2 separate regions of the Gossypium hirsutum genome follow, and region 2 is linked to region 1. The links are chromatin contacts, called in public Hi-C maps. All regions are on one chromosome and are shown on one strand. Each heading gives the region's core, a stretch centred on a gene start, on an enhancer-like site or on the middle of the called end of the contact. The rest is flanking DNA. Distances are from core to core; before and after follow the strand shown.

Region 1 (4,557 bases), core at 965-3,464:
CTTGGAACTCATTTACACACCGAAGGTAGGTGTGGGCGAATGTAACCTTAAAGATAGTGGCTTGATACACGCCTTGGAGCCTGTCCTATTTCTTCTTTTTCTGTTCGAGTTTCGATCGTGTGTTCGAGATTTTTCTTACCGGAGTTTGGAACTAACAGATTTGACGGCCAGTGCAAGAGATTGGTGAAAAAAGCTATTTGAGTATTGGTTTGCAGATTCATGACATTCAAAGTTATTTTATGGAAAAAAAACTCAATTGTAGAGGAGAAAGGGAAAGTGAGCTTTCAATTCATGTAGCCAATGCGAAAAATAGAAGCTATATAGCACCGATTTTAATAACCTAATGATTTAAATGAAAAGTTTAAAGTAGTTTAATAACTAAATTATAACTTTTTTTAATTAAATGATCAAAATAAAAACTTATGTCCTAACTTTTCTTTTAACGGTGGCAAACAGAATTTATTTATCCAATTTATTCGTCCAGTCTATGGACATCCCTTTGTCACCAAGACCCCTTAAAAGAGCTAGATCGAGAAAAATGTGACCAAACCCATGACTTAATTTAAGTAAATTAAGAGTAAAAAATTAACCATTAAAAATGCATGTTGGTAAGTCAAAATGCTAAATTCCAAATGAGAACCGAAAAGAAAAAGTGGATAACATTATTGGTGTCATCCTAGATTGAATATTCAAAGGAACTATATCTAATAATTTACGTTGACTTTGAACAGGTGAAGTCTGCTATAAAAGTCTACCCTTTGGGATTCACTTGGATACCACAAAATCTTAAGAGCTTCAAAATATAACCAAATTTCTCCTTCACTTGTTTCCTCATGGCTCTTCCTTTTAACCTTACCATGCTCCCAATCCACATCTCTAATCCACCAAAACCCAAACCTTTCATCATGTAAGTTCAATCCCATTTTTCGCTTCTTTCTTTTTTATGTTTATATTTAATTTTGAAAAGAGATTGTAAAAGCATTTTATGATAATTTTTGTACGATTGACTTCGTTTTGTGTGGATTAGATGTGCTACACCGGGACGGCCGAGGACCAGCACCGGGAGCGGTGGAAAAATCAACAGCATCGTCGGGAATTCAGAGAAGAGCAAAGTAGGGGTGAAGGAGGTTAACCACCCTAACACTACCATTCTGAACGATGTTAATGAAGAAAATGAGCACAAGAGTCAAGCAAATGTGAATGGCGATAATGATGATGGTGCTGTTAAGGGGACTGAATTACCAACTGACTAATGGGTTTTAAGTATGTAGTTAAGATGATGAGATCATGGGATAGTTTTCATCATAAATTATGAAAGAATGATGATGAGTTTTTGTAGCATAAATAAGCTTATAATCTCTAGGTATGTAGTTTTTGTTAGTCCAAATTTGCAACTTTGTATTATTTCAATTCGCCCCCTCTTCAATTGTCTTGCTCCCTTAATGCTTAACCCAAATTCAATTTCCATGATCCTCAACGTTATTTTAAGCCACATCTTACAATCATTTTGGTTGCCTCAATAATTGTGAGGGTACAGTTTGCAGCACTGAGAATTTGTCTTTTTTTCCTGGAAAATTAAATATTGGTTTTAGTTGTTTCCTGGAGCAGACTTGTACCCAAGACCATTACAATTTTCTTGTGGATTTGTGCCCACGTGATTAATTTTAATGAGATTAATAATTATAATGATGAAATGGAATATTATAATAGTAAATTTAAAATTAATAGAAAAATATGTGTTTGTATTTAAATCACTTTATATTAATTACAATATTATTATTTTCAACAAGGTTGGTGAGACAACTAGTATGACAATCCATGTGTACTTCATACAGATGTGACACTATTTATTTTATATGTCATATCAATAAATAATTTAAAAATTATAAAAAAAATAAAAAATTAGCATGGAGCACATGTGGATTGTTTTGCAAACTACCAAATTTTAAAAAAAAATGTTTTAGCCATTATTTTTGTTTTAAAAAAAACGATTCGACTCATTTCAAAAGGTTAACGATTAAATTTATATTAAATTTTATAAACATATTAAATTTTATATAACACGGACTACTAACCTATTAAAAAATATATGAATAAACAATATCTTAAATATATTTATAACATTGGAAATATAAATTTCATATATTTTTAAGCTGCAAAGCAGCTATTGAGATTGAGAAGATTTGAGATGACTGCCAAATTTCGTGGCCTGGTTAGTGAGATAAAGGCATTGGGTTAGACCAGTAACTTGGCCTGCTATCCTACCAAACCTGGGTACTTCCCAAACTAGGCTTTGCTCTTGATTTTAAGCTCTCTCTTACCCAATATCTTATTTTATTTCAATTAAATTTTTTAGAGATATAATAGTATTAACATTAATATTGAAGAAAGCATTAGGGAAAAATATCAATTTTATATATGAATTTTGATTGGTATGAAATTTGATTCGGAGTAATTATATATTTTGATTGTAATTTAAATGTATAAATGAGACTTTTGTTTCTATTTAATTGTACATATTTTGCAGAAATGAGAACATCTCTTTGTTTTTATATTGGATTAATGTAATTATTTGTGTATGTAATATGTATATAAAAAAAGGTACTATGTCAATTATGATTTTAATAGTTCATGAAAATTGAATTAAATTAAAAAAATCAAAGACCATGTATCATATTACACATTAAGATTTTATCCCAACATAATATCAGCTTTATATTATGGTACTATACTCATAAATAAACTTATCCAAGTGTCAGTAGGTTTAGCTTAGTCCATGTTGAGCTTAGAGGTGATCATGGGCTGGATCGGGCTAGGCCCTGACAAAATTTTAAGCTCGTTTTCTAAGTAATATGGACTTAAAAATTTTTCCAAGCCCAGCTCGAAAAAAATTGCTAAGCCTGAGCTCGGCCCGACCCATATTAAATTTTACAACACCAAAATAGCATATTTTAAAAAGAAAATAGCATATTAAATTTTAAAAAATATATTTGATTAAAAATAAAAAATATATATTTAATATATAATTCGGGCTCAAGCCAAAAAAGTTTTACCCGAGGCCCGGCCTGTTTTCTAAACAGGCCTCATTTTTTTGCCCAAACCCATATTTCGAGCCTATATTTTTACCCGAACCCTCTCATTTTTCGGGCCCAATCCATGATCACCTCTAGTTGAGCTTAGGTAATAAAGAATTTCAATTTCAAACCAATCCAACTTGATAACTTATTGTTCATTTGATATTAGAAAATTAAAGAAAAACTATATTTGGATTAAGTTGGAGGTTTTGGAGTTAATATTTTTTTTTAAAAAAATTTAATTGGTGATTGAATTGATTAGGTTATTGATTTGTCAATTTAATTGGTTGGATTGAAAGATTATTAAAAATTTTAAAAATAAAAATAAAAAAAATTATTGTTCAACTAGTTTTTTTTATCCGGTTCAACTGGTCCGCATTGATTCATGTGTCAATCGAATCAAAATTCCTATTCAAATTGATACCCTAACTGATTTGATCCAACTGATGCATCCGATTCAATCAATATTGCTTGAAGCTTCAAATTTTTTATTTAAAAATGGATTTGAATCAAGATTATGAACGCACCATTAATAAAGGCACGAGGAAATGGCGACTTACCTCCATTATTGAAGCTAAAACACGTTAAAAGTAATGGCAGTGCCGCTCACACCATTTATAGCGACAAGTCGTTTTTCTTGGCAAATGATTCCTTGTGTAAGTCTTTGTTGAAACATTGTCTCAATCGTTGTCATATCCTCTCTACCCTACTTATTTTTATTTATTTATTTTTGGATATAGATCAAATTTTAGAAGAATTTATCCTACATCATGTAGATAAATTTCTTTACGTTTATTGAGGGGATAAATTCATTCGGTAGATATTTTCAAAGTTTCCTATGTTAGACAGTTGATGCAGTACTCAATTTGCCGTAAAGATCCTCGTAGGTTCACGAAGTGGTAGTGTCTTAATTTTTTGAGGGATCAATTCATTCAAGAGAAGTCTCTAAAGTGTCGTCTGCTAGGCAATTGATGCGTCCCTCAACAATTGAAAAAATTGTCTTGGGTCTGAGTTTTGTCTCCCAACTTTGTGGAGAGCATTGTAGGTTCGCAGAGTGGGAGCACCTAGGTTTGTTGAGGGGGATCGACTTATTTGGGAAAAGTGGTACCATGTCTCCTTGAAAAGGCTACTTATGCCTTGGTTGGTGGTTCTGTCCCCTGCGCACACATCTTTCCCTTCAGGTGCAACTTTCATAATTAATATAATCACTCTTCTCTATAACAACCCTATTTGTCTGCTAAGATTTTGCTTGTTATAAACAGATGGATATTATGCACCTATAAAAGTAAGTTGTTATAGAGAGATAATTATTGTAAACCTACCATAAAATTCATGATGAATTTTCATCAAATAAAGGAAATAAGAATTATGCTAAAAAAAAGAAAGAAAGTGGGAATCAAATCAACAAAATTAAAAGACATATAACAAGTGCATGCGTTATTGCTTTCATGCATATTCTAGTTTACATTCTTTCACATGATTA
Region 2 (4,288 bases), core at 1,751-4,250, 61 kb after region 1:
CAAAAACGATGCGTTTTGGTTAAGATATTTTGCGGCGCATATCGTAAAACGCCGCTAAGACGCTTTCGGGGCCTTTTTTTTAGAAGCGCCACTAATTCTAGGATACATCAACACTAAAAACGATGCGTTTTGGTTAGGAGAAATTACGGCGCGTTGTTGTAAAGCGCCGCTAAGACACTTTAGCGGCGTGTTTTTTGAAGCGCCACTAATTCTTGCATACATAAAGACGAAAACGTTGCGTTTTGGATAGGAAATTTTGCGGCGCGTGGTTGTAAACGCCGCTAATGATGTTCTTTTACGGTGTTTAGTTCACTGCGCCGCTAATACTCGATTTTTAGCGGCATTTGTCATGCAAACGCCACAAAATATGCCGCTAAAAGCATATTTTAGTGTAGTGAAAGTTGTCATGACTTCTACGGAATTAGAATTGGGTTGAGAAAATTATTTAATTGAGAAATTAATTTAGTTAATTAAATTAATCAAATAAATTATATTTATTTTGGGAAATGGGAAACAAATCTTGGGTTTGATTAAATTATAAAGTACTAGGTCAAAAGTATAGAAAATACGTATAAATTGGACCCAATACATGAGAGGCCCAACCCATCTCTCAGTTAAACAGGGAAAGTGTTTTCTATTTAAATCATATTATTTGTTTAAACTTTATTCAAATGGTATTCTCTTATCTCTCTCTATAAATAGATACCTTTGGTATAGGAAAATATGTTTGATTGATACATTATTATTCTACTGAAAAACAGGGTAAATTTATTCCTAAGCATAAATTCTATTTTTCAGAATAACAAACTTTTTCAGTTTATAGAGAGAAATTACTTCCCCATTGAAAGTAATAATTCAATTTCTTGTTCTATGTTTGGTTCGTGTTGCTTAAGTCCACATTCGACGCAATTCAAGAAACGAGGATAGTGGAGAAGATCATTTAGTTGAAAGCTGAGAATGATTCAAATCCGTCTTGCACAAAGCACATGTATATTTCGGTAAAATTTTATTGCTATAAATATCTCAAACCATCTCAGCTTAAAATTTTTTTTAAACTTCTGTTGTTTTAAAAATCATTTTCTTAATTGACTTTTTCAATAGTTTGTGGGTCATGCCGGGTTAGGTATGAGTCATATTTATGTATGATATTAATACACATTAAACTTGTTCAAGTTTGGGCGCCTTGAAATATGAGCCTCAAATTTTCCCAAGTTCATCCATTTTTGTAAATGGCTAACCCAAGCACATTTTAGGTCTGTCCTTCAATTTTTTTAAATATTTGTACTATTTTGAATTATTAAATATTAAATATAAACAACTTAATATTTTTTTATACTTATATTAAATCTTTTATTGAGTTAATGTTGGTGTCACAGGTCAATCGGGCATCGACTTAGTTATGAAATCACTAAATTAGTGTCATATATTCAAATTAAGTATAATTTTATGAGAGCATTTTTGTCTTTTTTTTTTATAATAAGTCAATAAAATTTTGATCACATAAAGATTTGAACCCGAAACATCATGCATAAAAAGCAATTATTTTTACCATTGTAACCAAAGCTTTAATTAATTTTGAGATAATACCACATTCGGCACCTATACTTTCATAAAATGCCTAATATGATACCTATACTTTGAAAATGTATAATGTTGTACTTAAACTATTAATGTGTTATTTATTATAGTATATGTACTTTCATAAAAAAATCTAATGTGGTACATATACTTTGAAAAGGTCAAATGTGATTCTGGAACTACCACATATGTTTTATTATGGTAATGGTATAAACACCGTTAGTAAATTGCTAAACCAACCAATTAAAATTTGATACGCAATTTGTTTTTCAAATCATCAATTCTATATGAATAATATAACATTATGTAAAAAACTAAATAAAATAAATAAATTTATTAAAATAACTAAACATATTGTTAATAATAAAAAGAAGTAAATACTAAATTTATATAAGTAAAAATATCATATTCTCCATGTAAGTAAATGTCCATCTTCTCCAAAGAGTTTTCCATTAAAAATAATATTTTTATTTGATTTGTAAATAATGTATTTTATTATCCATGAAGATAAGTACTTTCCCTATTCTTTCATGTAAGTTTAATATTTAATTTTGTTTTATTTAATTTTCACATAATGTTATATTATCTGTATGAACTTGATGGTTTGAAAAAAAAATTCTACGTGTCAAGCTTCATTTGTTGTTTAACAATTCATTAACAATGTTAACATCATATACCATAAGAAAACACATTAATAATTCTAGTACCACATCCTGAGGCGAATCTAAGGGGGTGGTATGGGCCCCGGTCCCCTTAAAATGGGAAATTATAATTTAGGCCCTCTAAAATTTTTAAATAGTTTAAATTAGTAAAGGTAAAATCACACTTTGGCCTCCCTAAAATTATAAAAATTAAATTAAATTTTTTAAAAATTATAAAGATATAGACTATAAAAAATTAAAATTTTATTCGGCCCCTAAAAGATTATTCTGGCTTCGCTCCTGACCACATAAGATATTTTATGAGAGTACAAGTACCATGATTCGGATACCATATTTAACATTATGTTACATAAATTATTTTCACTCAAATACGGGTATATCATAAACTAATAAAATTATAAATTATTTTATGTGTTATAAATTTAGAAAACGAGTTGGACTCAAACTTATTTATTTTAAATCAACTTAATATTTTTTATTAAAATTTTAGACAAACTTTGAAGGGTTGAACATCACAACTAACAAGCATGCATGTGTATGTTGTCATAAATCATGCCCAGCACTACAACAACTTGTGTTTAAAATTTCATGTCACAACCTATGCTTAGTGGGAAGTCTGGTAACCTGGAAATAAATGAGGGCTTTGGAATTGACAGTTGACACCCAACTACCTTAACCCACCAGCTGATCTCCTGCAGCTCCTGTTTAATTACTACTCATTTTTTTTCTTTATTTCTTATTTTATTTTTAATTAATTTTCAACTGAAAAAAGAGAAACCTACGGTTGAGCGCTTCACAGTGAAGAGAAGGGAGCGAGTCAAAAGTAACCCCAAGGCAACCACATCAAACTCGAATCAGTCACCGCCAATCACATACTGCCACGCCTTGTTTTCTCCCGATCTTATTCGGCCTTCTTTACATTCCCCTCACAGCCCAGTTAATTCGTACAGCCGTTATCAATTTTCCCTCGATTTTTTTTTTTGCTTTTTTACTTTCCATTTCTTCAAACAAAATCCCCCGTCTCTCTCTGAATCTCTCTCCTGAAAAGCAAATTAGGCCAAAAGAAAGCCGTTCTAAGAAACGATGTCGTCTTCGTCGTCGTTCAGGAAGTCCTCGTGCCTTTCACGGAGATTCTCGGGATCGAGATCATTGGCCAAAACGGCAGCGCTAGCAACGGTCTCGCCAACGGTGAACCAGTCGGAGATTTCTTCTTCTTCGTCGTCGTCGTCGCAGCCTACGCCGCTGGCGGAGGCGGAGGCGGAGGCGGAGGAGGAAGGGCAATCGTGGTCGACGATGCTGCCGGAGTTGCTAGGTGAGATCATGGAGCGCGTGGAGGCGAGTGAAGATCGGTGGCCTCAGAGGCAAAACGTCGTCACATGCGCCTGCGTTTGTAAGAAATGGAGAGAAGCTATGAGAGAGATCGTTAGGGCTTCTTCCCCCGGAAGCGGCAAAATCACTTTTCCTTCATGTCTTAAACAGGTAATTTAAAATTTTCTTTTATTCTTTTTCCAATTTTTGTTTTAGTTCTTTTTTAATTGAATTTTATATATAATCTCGTAACATGTTAAAAGTTTAAAATTTAAATTTTATATATTTAAACTTTGTAGCCACTACCTCTCATTAATAAGAATCAAGCATTACAAACTCATGGATATCGCAAGGATACTCCATGTCGAAAGGATAGAGTACACTTTTTGTTTTAAATGTTCAGAATTGGTGAAAATTTTGTTTTCTTTTGCTCATTTGTTTGGATTTTAATATTTGCGGGTGAAGTTTCTTACATTTGGATATTTCTGATTGATGCATTTTGTTCATATAATTTAATTTAGGAATTCATTTTTTTGCTTCTTCTGTGTATTGGGAAATTTCAGGGAAATGTAAGTTACTTTGGGGGGGGAGGGGGGTGTACAAATTTGATACAAATGACATTCCTAACATCTATTGGTGATTGGGAACTAAAATTCGGTGAAATTTTAGTCATGTATTGTCATTTTTTAGCTTTTAACATGATTTGCTTCTAATAGAAAGGAAATTTTCTTTTCTGTTAT

What was found. A called contact is a pair of places that touch in the nucleus more often than the background predicts.
Region 2: a Hi-C map of leaf shows a contact between it and region 1, with 2.2 times the contacts expected there. The contact joins the promoter of LOC107897253 here to the enhancer-like site in region 1. A contact is called at or near these places in 4 of 34 Hi-C or Micro-C datasets (callus and leaf).

What each region holds. Positions count from the first base shown.
Region 1 is chrD05:56,320,612-56,325,168 of Gossypium_hirsutum_v2.1, forward strand. No RefSeq gene overlaps it. Among protein-coding and RNA genes, the nearest start is that of LOC121218090, 14 kb to the left of the region's middle. Within about 2 kb of position 2,215, at least 2 of the 9 cell types and tissues checked have an H3K27ac peak or open chromatin away from gene starts, as enhancers often do. A contact at or near this core is called in leaf, where this site is marked.
Region 2 is chrD05:56,380,354-56,384,641 of Gossypium_hirsutum_v2.1, forward strand. It overlaps LOC107897253 (tubby-like F-box protein 7), which reads left to right and starts at 3,001. Exons shown (of 4, transcript XM_016822634.2): 1 at 3,001-3,719. The coding sequence starts at 3,324.